2 separate regions of the Mus musculus genome follow, and region 2 is linked to region 1. The links are chromatin contacts, called in public Micro-C maps. All regions are on one chromosome and are shown on one strand. Each heading gives the region's core, a stretch centred on a gene start, on an enhancer-like site or on the middle of the called end of the contact. The rest is flanking DNA. Distances are from core to core; before and after follow the strand shown. Region 1 overlaps Sulf2 (sulfatase 2). Region 2 has its middle 6.1 kb from the start of Gm30796.

Region 1 (4,893 bases), core at 1,179-3,678:
CACTATTCAGCCTCCCACAGTCTTGTGACCACTCCTCATGGGGGTCTTCCTGCCCGGCCGGCACTCACCCTCTCTCCACCAGGAAGGAGTCTCGCCAGACCCTCAGCTTCTTTTTCAAGTGGAACCTAGAAAACAAGCAGGTCCAGCATCCTGTCTGCCGGGTTCCCGTGTCCCCAGCCCTGTCCACAGGTTCTCCATACCCTGGGCCAAGTGGCAGTCATTGAGTGACACTGGAAAGGTTTCCACACCCCAGGGACAGGGCTGCTTCTCCAAGATGTGTTCTGAATGCCTCTTTGTGGTTGAAATGGGTACAGTTACATGGGCATTTGCACGTGTGTGTGTGTGTTTGTGTGTGAGTTTTGGAGTCTCTCAGGAGCCCAGTTCTGGGCTAATGAGTGCCTGCAGGGGGTCATTTCTCCTGATCTATGAGATAACCAAGAAGTCAGACTCTTCGTCACAATGGCTATGACTTTTGTGGCCCTATTGATGGGTGGTGGGACTGACCGGGAGTGTGTTCCAGGTGTCCTGGGTGGCTGAAGGAAGCAGCAATGAAATGGGGGAAAAAAAAAAACAAAAAAAAAAAAACAGAAAGGAAGGTGGAAAGGAAGGTGGCTAGAGATGAGGAACCAGAAAGGCAGGAGCGACCCCTTGTGGTCCCCGATTCTCAAGTGTCCTGTGCCCCTACACTCTGCATGTGTCCATTTTAGACCCTTCCAGCCCCCTTCGTTGGAAGATGTACCGACCTTACAGGGCCACCAGCCACCTGTAGATCTCAGGGCTGGGCCCCCTGGGAGGAAAGTCTAGGAGAGGCTCACAGAAAGATCTGTTATCCAGGGGGCAGTTTCACTGTTGACCACAAGGGGTCGCTCCTGCCTTTCTGGTTCCTCATCTCTAGCCACCTTCCTTTCCACCTTCCTTGTTTTGTTTTCCCCATTTCATTGCTGCTTCCTTCAGCCACCCAGGACACCTGGAACACACTCCCGGTCAGTCCCACCACCCATCAATAGGGCCACAAAAGTCATAGCCATTGTGACGAAGAGTCTGACTTCTTGGTTATCCTCTATCTCTCTAGGATTCAGAGAACACAACTTTCCTTTACTGGGTTACTATGAGGGCCAACGTGCTGGAGTGCCCGGGGCACAGCACAGTGCTACTGTTAACTTTGGGCTTTTCATCCTTTTAGCTTTGGAAGGTCCTTAGCTCCAAATGGGAGGATAGAATCCCAGAGAGGGCTGGTCCTTCAATCTCTCATGGGTTAGTGGGGGGCACCTAGATCCTGATTCCAGTGGCCTTCCCAGTTCCCCGTGGTTGAGTTCCCCCTGGCTAGGGAGCCTCCTTCCCTGGGTCTCTCTTGCTCCTTCTCACCGGTTCACTGGCCGCTCTGAGTCCAGTAGTTTGAGAATAGACTTCCCGTCCATGTCTGCAGGGATGTCCAGTCCAGCGATATCCAGTATGGTGGGGGCCAGGTCAATGTTGAGGACAATGTGGGGGTTCCTGGGGAACAGAGAGGGAGTGGAAACTTGGCCACCTGGGTGGCAGCTTAGCTTGGGACAGAGGCATCTGGAGGTGAAGAGGGAGGGACATCTGCAAATGAGAGAGCTTCCATCCTGACACTCTGACCCGTAGGGAGGCCAGTTCCAGCCGGACCGTCCGGTGCTGCACTGTCAAGGTTACATGCCCTAATACTATCCTCCTCTGCCTCTAGGGTTCATGCCCGCCCTCTTGTTGGTTCTTGCTGGCTGGGCACGCACAGTCTGGCCTCTGAGCACCTGTTATACTCGACCCAGAATGATTTTCCTCGAGGCAGCCGTGTGTCGCTTTTAGCTCTTAACAAGGAGTCTGGTGACAAGCCCCATAGGCTTGGGGACCCCACTCCTGGGATCACATTAGGGTGATCCACTCAGTAGCCACCCATGTGAGAGGGGCCCGGCAAAGACTATGAGGGATGGGTTGGCGCTCCAGCTGTTCTGTGGACAGATGTTCAGCGGTCTCACTGGCGGTATCCTCCTGCCTCTCTCCCTTGCTGGCGTGGAAGATGGGCTGTGCAAGTCCCAGTCCTCCCTCTGGATATACCTGACTGGACTTTGACCCCCCCTCCCCCAGCCCCCCAGCTGCTACAGAGATGAGGCGGCCGCGATTGCCAGCCTTTCATTCAACTCTGCCTCCTCTAAGCGGTTCTGTTTCCGGTTGCCACTTCAAAGGTTAGGCCAAGGAGAACGGCTAAGGCCATGGCCCACACGGTCCTTGAGGAAAGAGCAGACGGCAGACAGCTTACTCGGTGTTGCCACCAGGAGCAGGCCCAGTGGACAATGGCTCTCTGCTTAAGTCTGAGATCTCTTCCTCAACAGCCACCAGACCAGTGACTGCCCAGACGGGGTGGGAATCAAAGAACCTTCCCATGAGCTGGCAACACCCAGGCTCTGGCATTTCCTGGCACGGAACCCCGCCTCGCTGTTTTTCATGGGAGTCATAGCTCCTGGCTTCCGCCTCAGAAGGGTATGACCCTCCTCGGAGTCCACCCTGGCCGACACAATGGCTGGTACAACTGTTCTAGAATCTTGCCCCTGAGAGGCGTGGATTGGACCTGTGCTGAGTTTCAGACCAAGCAGAGTCCAAGGTCTCCCCGTGAGCCTGGGACCTGGGGTACGGGCACAGGAGACACACTTACAGAGAGCCAGCTTCCACGTTGGGGCCCCTCACGTAGAACGGGACTCTGATGTCGAATTCATACGGCATAGACTTGCCCTTCACCAGCCCAAACTGGCCAATGTGGTAGCCGTGGTCGGCGGTGTACAGGATGTACGTGTTGTCCAGCTCCCCCGTCTCCACCAGCATGTCATAGATCTGCAACAGAGGCCAGAGGTGAGGTGGCTGGCCTCGTGGGAGCCCTCCGCTCTCAGCACACCTCCCATCTCGACCATGCCTGGGGCAAGTCCACTTCTCTGCAAGGCCCCCGGAACTGACTCCCTTATCCTGTCTCTTACACTTGTTAACATCTGTCCCTTGTCTGTGGACAGTTCCTATGGGGTGGGGTCTTGCTGTGTGGGGGTCTCTGTATTTTGCTCTCTGGCAGCTGTGTTGCACTTGCACTGACCCTTAATAAATGACCTTGGATGAATGCATGCATGAATGAATGAATGAATGCATGAATGCATGAATGCATGAAGGAAGGAAGGAAGGAAGGAAGGAAGGAAGGAAGGAAGGAAGGAAGGAAGGAAGGAAACAACGCTAGATGTGGCCAGGGCCAGGGTGGGAGTTGGTAACCTGAAACAGAATCCTGCATGAGGGTCTGCAACTGTCCAGCGTGGCTATGGAGCATATGAACTATGTTGTGTGTGGCCAAGGAATGGAGTTTGAATTTTATAGTATTTTGATTTAAATTTAGATAGCTATGGATCCCCTTTGAGTAAGCTGTTAGCCCACACAGTGGAATATGATTCTCTGTGTGTGTGTGTGTGTGTAGTATATTCTATCACGTGTGTGAAAGTCGGAGGACAACTTTTGGGAGTCAGACTTCCCCAGCCTGCGGGTCCTGGACATTGTGATACAGACTTCGCCATGTCTTGAAAACTGTGCTTTCATGAAAAAAGGCAGTCCCCAAAGGCCACATTTTTATGATCCATTTGCATGAAATGTCCAGAGTGACGACAGGAAGACCTTAGTACCTGCAGAGACGGGGTGACAGCTAAGGGAAGGTGTTTAATCCCCCTGGAGGGATGAAAATGTTCTAACTTGACAGTGGTAATGGTTGCAGAACTCTGAGTGAATGCAAGTCAGTGAGGGCCGTGCACGAGGCACACATCCGGAATCTTAGAATGTGGGAGGTGAAGGCAGGAGGTGAGTGCTAGGCCAGTTTGGGCTACAGGAGACTGTCTTAAAAACAAAACAAAAAACCCCATTGTGTTGTATACTTTAACTGAGTGTATGAGTTATAGCTCAATAAAGCTACTGAACTTTTAAGTGGGTTTTTGATATTGTTGTTTGTTTGTTTTTTTGTTTTTGTTTTTGTTTTTTTTTAAGAAATAAAAGCAGCCAAGCATGGTAGCTTTTGTATGTAATTCTAGAACTCAGGAGGCCGAGACAGGAGACTCCTCATGGGTTAGAGGCCAGTTTAGTTACTTAATGAGTTCTACACCTTCCTGGGTTATACAGAATGAGACTCTAGTCCCTTCCTTCCTTCCTTCCTTCCTTCCTTCCTTCCTTCCTTCCTTCCTTCCTTCCTTCCTTCCTTCCTTCCCCTCTCTCTCTCTCTCTCTCTCTCTCTCTCTCTCTCTCTTTCTTTTTGGTTTTAGAGACAGGGTTTCTCTATGTAGCCCTGGCTGTCCTGGAACTCACTCTGTAGACCAGGCTGGCCTCGAACTCAGAAATCTGCCTGCCTCTGCCTCCCAAGTGCTGGGACTAAAGGCATGCGCCACCACGCCTGACTTTCTTTCTTTCTTTCTTTCTTTCTTTCTTTCTTTCTTTCTTTCTTTCTTTCTTTCTTTCTTTCTTTTAAAGATATTATTTATTTATTATATGTAAGTGTACTGTAGCTGTCTTCAGATCTCATTACGGGTGGTTGTGAGCCACCATGTGGTTGCTGGGATTTGAACTCAGGACCTCCAGAAGAGCAGTCAGTGCTCTTAACCGATAAGCCATCTCATCAGCCCCCTCTTTCTTTTTTTTTTTAAGAAAGAAAAGCAGCTGTGGTTTCATCAAGCAGCAAAGACTGTGGTTTCATCAAGCAGCAAAGACTCATGGGAAAATTTCAGGAGTCAAAAGCCTTCCCTCTGGATTGCTCCAAGCCCCTTTCCCAAGTTGGCATAGTGTTTGGCTCTTTGACTTAGATTTTCAGATTAGGTCAGAGGCTTGCCAGGGGGCGGGGCAGGGGCGGAGCCTACCGTCTCCATGGAG
Region 2 (4,893 bases), core at 1,327-3,826, 310 kb after region 1:
GGCAGGTAGGGAAACTGAGGCCCAGAGAGGCTCAGCGCTTCCTTGCCTATAAATGGGGCTCAACACAGAATTGTATAAATAAACTTCCTGGAAACATTATGAATCTGTCTTGTGCAGTCTTCCTTTGTAAACCGAGTTCACCATCCTCTAATGTGAACTTTGTAGAGGACATCATGGAGTAACACCAGAAGGTTCGATACCTCAGTTTCCCCATCCTAAGCTCAAACCAGGTGTGCCCACCACAAGCCTAATTCCTATTTAAAATATGTGGTTCTCACATCTCAACCTCATGCTGGCTGGCTACTCATCAGAGAGAGGTAGTTAGCCGAGTCAGGGCTGCATCAGTAGGAACACAGGATGGTCCCAGACCTGGGCATGATGCTGGGGACATGACCACACCAGATCCTACTCTCTCGTCTTGTCGGTCTGGGGCACACTCATCAGAGGGGACACAGTGTCTGTGTGAGGATGCCATGTAGGGTGTGTGTGTGTGTGTGTGTGAGAGAGAGAGAGAGAGAGAGAGAGAGAAAGAGAGAGAGAGAGAGAGAGAGGGAGGGAGGGAGGGAGGGAGAGAGAGAGAGAGAGAGAGAGAGAGAGAGACTGAAACCTGATTTCGAATCCCAAGTTTCCACTTGAAGCTGCTGGCTTTTGAGGGTCTACCTCCGTGGATCCCTTGCAAGGACCCTGTCACATGGCACACCTGAGGATGTTGTCTGCACAGTCCCACCATGATGAGGCTCTTCTATTCACCATGGAGCAGGCTCTCGCGGCTTTCCTGAGTAGAGATGCCTGAGAGCGAAGGTCGCTAGTGTCCTATCATCTCTAGTGGCCAGGAATCTTTCTCCTGTGAATCTGCTAGGCTGCCTTCATGTCCCCCCCCCCCCCCAAGTCTGTCCAACCAACAACACTGACTGAAGCTGAGACCCGGCCCTCAAGGGACAGAGGCACATTTTCTGTGTCCTGGAAGCTTGCCATTGTGGCTCTCCTCTCTTCTCAGCAGGAAAGTAGAGACTGGAGAAAGGCCCGTCAAGATTCACACACAAGGACTGGAGTTAGTTCAGCCGTTAAGAGCACTTGCTGCTCTTACAGAGGACATAAGGACCTGAGTTAAGTTCCCATTACAAAGTTGGGTGGGCCACATCTGCCTGTAACCAGGGATCTGATGACTCTGGCCTCTGTGGGTCTGCGCTCATGTGCAGTACCCCCACACGGACATATGTGCACACATATAATTAACAATAATAAAAATAAATCCTTTTAAAAGATTTACATACAAAAGAAGCTGGTTTGAAGAGAAAGACTAGAAGCCCTCCATCACCCAGGCTTCAAGTCGCAAACAGGGCATGTACAAGGAAAACCCAGGCTATACAGATGTGGGAGAGGTGGGTGCTATGTGAATGCCTTCTAAGTGTCCCCTGCCTCCAACCCAGTGCTTCTGGCTTTCCCCTCTGCTCAATAGCCCATTCCTATTCTTGGAAGTCCATTTCCCTTGCTCAGTGATCTTGCTTCTTGGCTCACCTTTATTTCTGTTTCTCACCATATGTGCCCAGTGTAGTCCTTTGTCTTGAGACACGAGAACCTAGATGGTTCACCAGAGAGTCAGGCTCGTACCTGTTACAGTGTGTTACCAAGCTTTTCCCTTCCAAGTCTCAGGCTCTCCTCAAAGCTGCTGCTGCTGTTGCTGCTGCTGCTGCCGCCGCCGCCGCCATTGCTCCTGCCTCTGGGAGGCACCTCTTCCTGCCAGCCCCACTCCCTGTCCCCAGGTGCCTGTCCTTACTACGTCACCTGTGCAAATGTGTCACATCCACCTCAGGGCAGATGGCACGAGCCACTGTCAAGCAGTGCATCTTTTGCTTAGTGTGTGTTGTAGGTTAAGCCGTCTCACAGAGTCGGGTAAGCATCCCATGACCTCATTTGCTCGCCCATGAGCTCCCCAGTGTCCCAAGCAATGCTGAGCTGGATTCATTTGCCTAAAGGCGTCCAGATGTATGTCAGCACTCCATTCCCCACAAAACCCAGTTGAGAAGCACGGCCTTTGGGAGTAGTTAAGTCACGAGACCATGCCTTGATGGAAAGTGGCCCTCAGCGAACGCCAGCTCTTCCAGAACCTTGACCTCAATCTTCTCAGACCTAGAAACCTAAGAAATAATCCTATTGTCATTTGTCCACTCTGGGGTGTAGCACTGAAGCTACCAAGGCTCATTAAATATGGCTGAAGTGGGATCCAGGATGCAGCAGGACAGAGGAAGGAGGACTAGGGAAGAGAAGTGAGGATCCACCTTAGTGGCCAAGGACAGAGCGAGCTCTGACCTGATCTGCCAGGCCTGACCCAGACTCTGAAGAAGCGGAGGCAACCCCAGCCGCTGCAGTGAGCGCCCCAAGAAGCCAACAGCTGTGGGCTCACTGAAAAATCTCACTTAAGCCTCTTCCTTTTCCATCCCGCTATCCTTGGAGTCAATCAGCCTTGTGCATCCTTGTCCCTGGCTCTGGGTCTGTGCTCTGACCAGTCCCCTGTGCTCGCCTGCCCAGCACACTGGGCTTCAGAGAGCTTGCTTAATCCACTTCTAAACTGTACATTTAAACAAACCTCTGGACTGATGCAGGCAGCTGTGCGTGACCAGCACACGGAGAGCCTCACCCTGGAGCATTAACCCCATTTATTAAAACTGCTGTAACTACCAGGATTTCAGCATCTCTAACTCAGAAACATGTGTCCTGGGCCCCTCCTCCCGGCCCCAGCTCTGATGCTGAAGGACAGCTAGGGTGGGAGGGAGGGAGGTAGGGAGGTGGGAGGCAGGAACTGCCCTGCCTGGGTTAAATATTTAAGAGGAGGCTGGCTAGCCAGCCAACCAAAATGTGCTTTCCCCAGCGTCAGCCTGGGGGTGGTGAGGGTGCAGAAAAAGCAGATCTAGTTTCTTTCCATGACTAAACCTCCCCACAGCAAAGGGCCGAGGCTGAGGTCATCCTGACACCTTTCTCTGTGACTTCAGTGGCTCATCCAGCCCCTGACTGATGACATTTAAGTTCCAGGCCCAGCCCATGCATCCTGCTGGGACAACATTTTCCAGGCACTTCACACTCACGCTGAAGCTCTGGGCGATCTCCTGGGCCAGCTCCAGGAACCTGCTATGCAATTATTTGGCTAGTCTTTTAAAACTGGCCTGCCTTGGGCCTGGTTAAAGTTGGTAAAGTTTTCACCTCAGAAGCATGAGGGCCTGAGTCCAATCCTCCAGCACCCAGGCAAGGTGACATACATCTGTCACCACAGTGCTGGGGTGTGGGTGACCGATTAGCTCCCAGGCCAGCTACTCATACCAAGTTCTGGAGCTCCTGACAACACCCCCTCATCATGCCTCAGCCACCAATTCTGAGCAGACACAGCCTCAGCCTCTGGGAAGCAGCAGACTCATCTCCCTATATGGGTGCAGGTGCCTAGTGCGTGTCCCTCCTGCCTCAGGGTGTCAGCCATGAGGTTGGGGGAAGGGACCTTTCTCACAGCACCTGGGTGACAAGGATGCTTCTTGTGGCACTCAGAGGGAGCCGAAGTGTGGGCTGCACCCACACCTCTATCAAACGTGGGAGTGGTAAACGCAAGCTTGGTCACTCTGAAAACAGGGTCAAGCTGGGTGTCTGTCATAGTTTCTGAGCCCAGCTCCTTGGGTCCTGAAGGTGCCACGAGCTTAGCCAGGCAGAACACTGACAGGCAGGCAGGCAGACAGCACAAACTAGTATTTTTTGTTTTGTTTTGTTTTCTTCTTGGTTAGCTACCAACTCTTCTGTTTTGTTTTGTAATCAATAGATTTTTGCTTCTGGCTCTTCTCAAAACATCAGAGGACCTGTTCACATTGTGCCCCCTTCCTCCATGTAGGGAAAGACACCCTGACTCTTGCATATTATAAAAATCAAGCCAAATGCTGTTGCTGTTTTTAGTCATGAGAAGCCTGGGTTTAAATTTGGCTTCTGAACCCATAATCAATTAAGCAGGTGTCGAGAAGGTGGCGCTGAACTTCCTTAATGAGCACGGGAACAGGATGAGAAAAGGCCACGTGGCTAATTCTCCCTCTCCACCTGTCGATGGCTCTGCCACAGGGGCTTCTGGGAGGAACCTGCTGTGGCCCTCTGACTGAAGGAAGCGGGTCGGCTGTGACCTTGGGGACTGCAACTCCACACAGAAATCACACGTGCCTATTTTTTTCCTTGATTCCTCGGCAGTGAGGCATAGCCCAGAAGGTGAGCCTCTAAGTTTACCCACATAGAACCCAGAAACCTGCCGCCCCTAGCCTAGCACCCCAACCCCACCCCAGTCCTCCCCCTTTCTCTCTCTAGCCCTCCTTCTCGAATTTTCCAACCTCCACTTGTACCATAGGCCCAGCTGCCCAGCAGAGCCCTAGAAGCTACTGTTTCCTCTCCCCCACCCTCCCCGACCCCAACTCTCCCCTTTCCTCACACCCGCCCCCTGTCAGTCCAGCAACACCTGCAAAGCAGGGTTGGATTGGGCCTGTCTCTGTCACCTCACTGGCTTTTGGGGACCCTGCAGGCTCCCTCTCTAGGGCCCCTATGTCTTTATGCCCACACCCTTGCCCACCTTCACTTGAGGAGGGCCTTTCTCCTTCCATGCTGCCGAACTTTCTAGAAGGAGAACTCAGAGCCCCCTAACTTTTGACTCCTCTCTCCCGCCAGCTCACAAGCACAGATGTCAGTCATCCCAAGAGTCAGAGACCCGTGGCATTTAATAACTGTTTTCCCTGCGGTCAGCTCTGCAGCAGTTTTCCATTTATATCTGTGAGTACTGGGTGCTCACTATGCCTGATCCAAAGTCACTCGAGTGTTAAGAACATGAGGCCAAGTTCAGAATAACGCCGAATCTTAGCAGAGATGGCCTTGTGCTGTGGA

What was found. A called contact is a pair of places that touch in the nucleus more often than the background predicts.
Region 2: a contact with region 1 is called in a Micro-C map of the HL-1 cell line, with 3 times the contacts expected there. The contact joins two enhancer-like sites. A contact is called at or near these places in 2 of 15 datasets of contacts at CTCF or cohesin (embryonic stem cells and large pre-B cells), 4 of 484 Hi-C or Micro-C datasets (the HL-1 cell line, the N1E-115 cell line, bone marrow-derived macrophages and 1 more), 5 of 115 datasets of contacts at active chromatin or transcription factors (cardiomyocytes, embryonic stem cells and large pre-B cells) and 2 of 9 other capture datasets (embryonic stem cells and liver).

Annotation. Positions count from the first base shown.
Region 1 is chr2:166,084,318-166,089,210 of GRCm38.p6, forward strand. Sulf2 (sulfatase 2) reads right to left here. Exons shown (of 21, transcript NM_028072.5): 6 at 4,881-4,893; 7 at 2,669-2,844; 8 at 1,366-1,494; 9 at 69-125. Among named protein-coding and RNA genes, the nearest start is that of Gm52534, 33 kb to the right of the region's middle. Within about 2 kb of position 2,429, at least 18 of the 459 cell types and tissues checked have an H3K27ac peak or open chromatin away from gene starts, as enhancers often do. A contact at or near this core is called in the HL-1 cell line and bone marrow-derived macrophages, where this site is marked.
Region 2 is chr2:166,396,410-166,401,302 of GRCm38.p6, forward strand. No RefSeq gene overlaps it. Among named protein-coding and RNA genes, the nearest start is that of Gm30796, 6.1 kb to the right of the region's middle. Within about 2 kb of position 2,577, at least 108 of the 459 cell types and tissues checked have an H3K27ac peak or open chromatin away from gene starts, as enhancers often do. A contact at or near this core is called in the HL-1 cell line and bone marrow-derived macrophages, where this site is marked.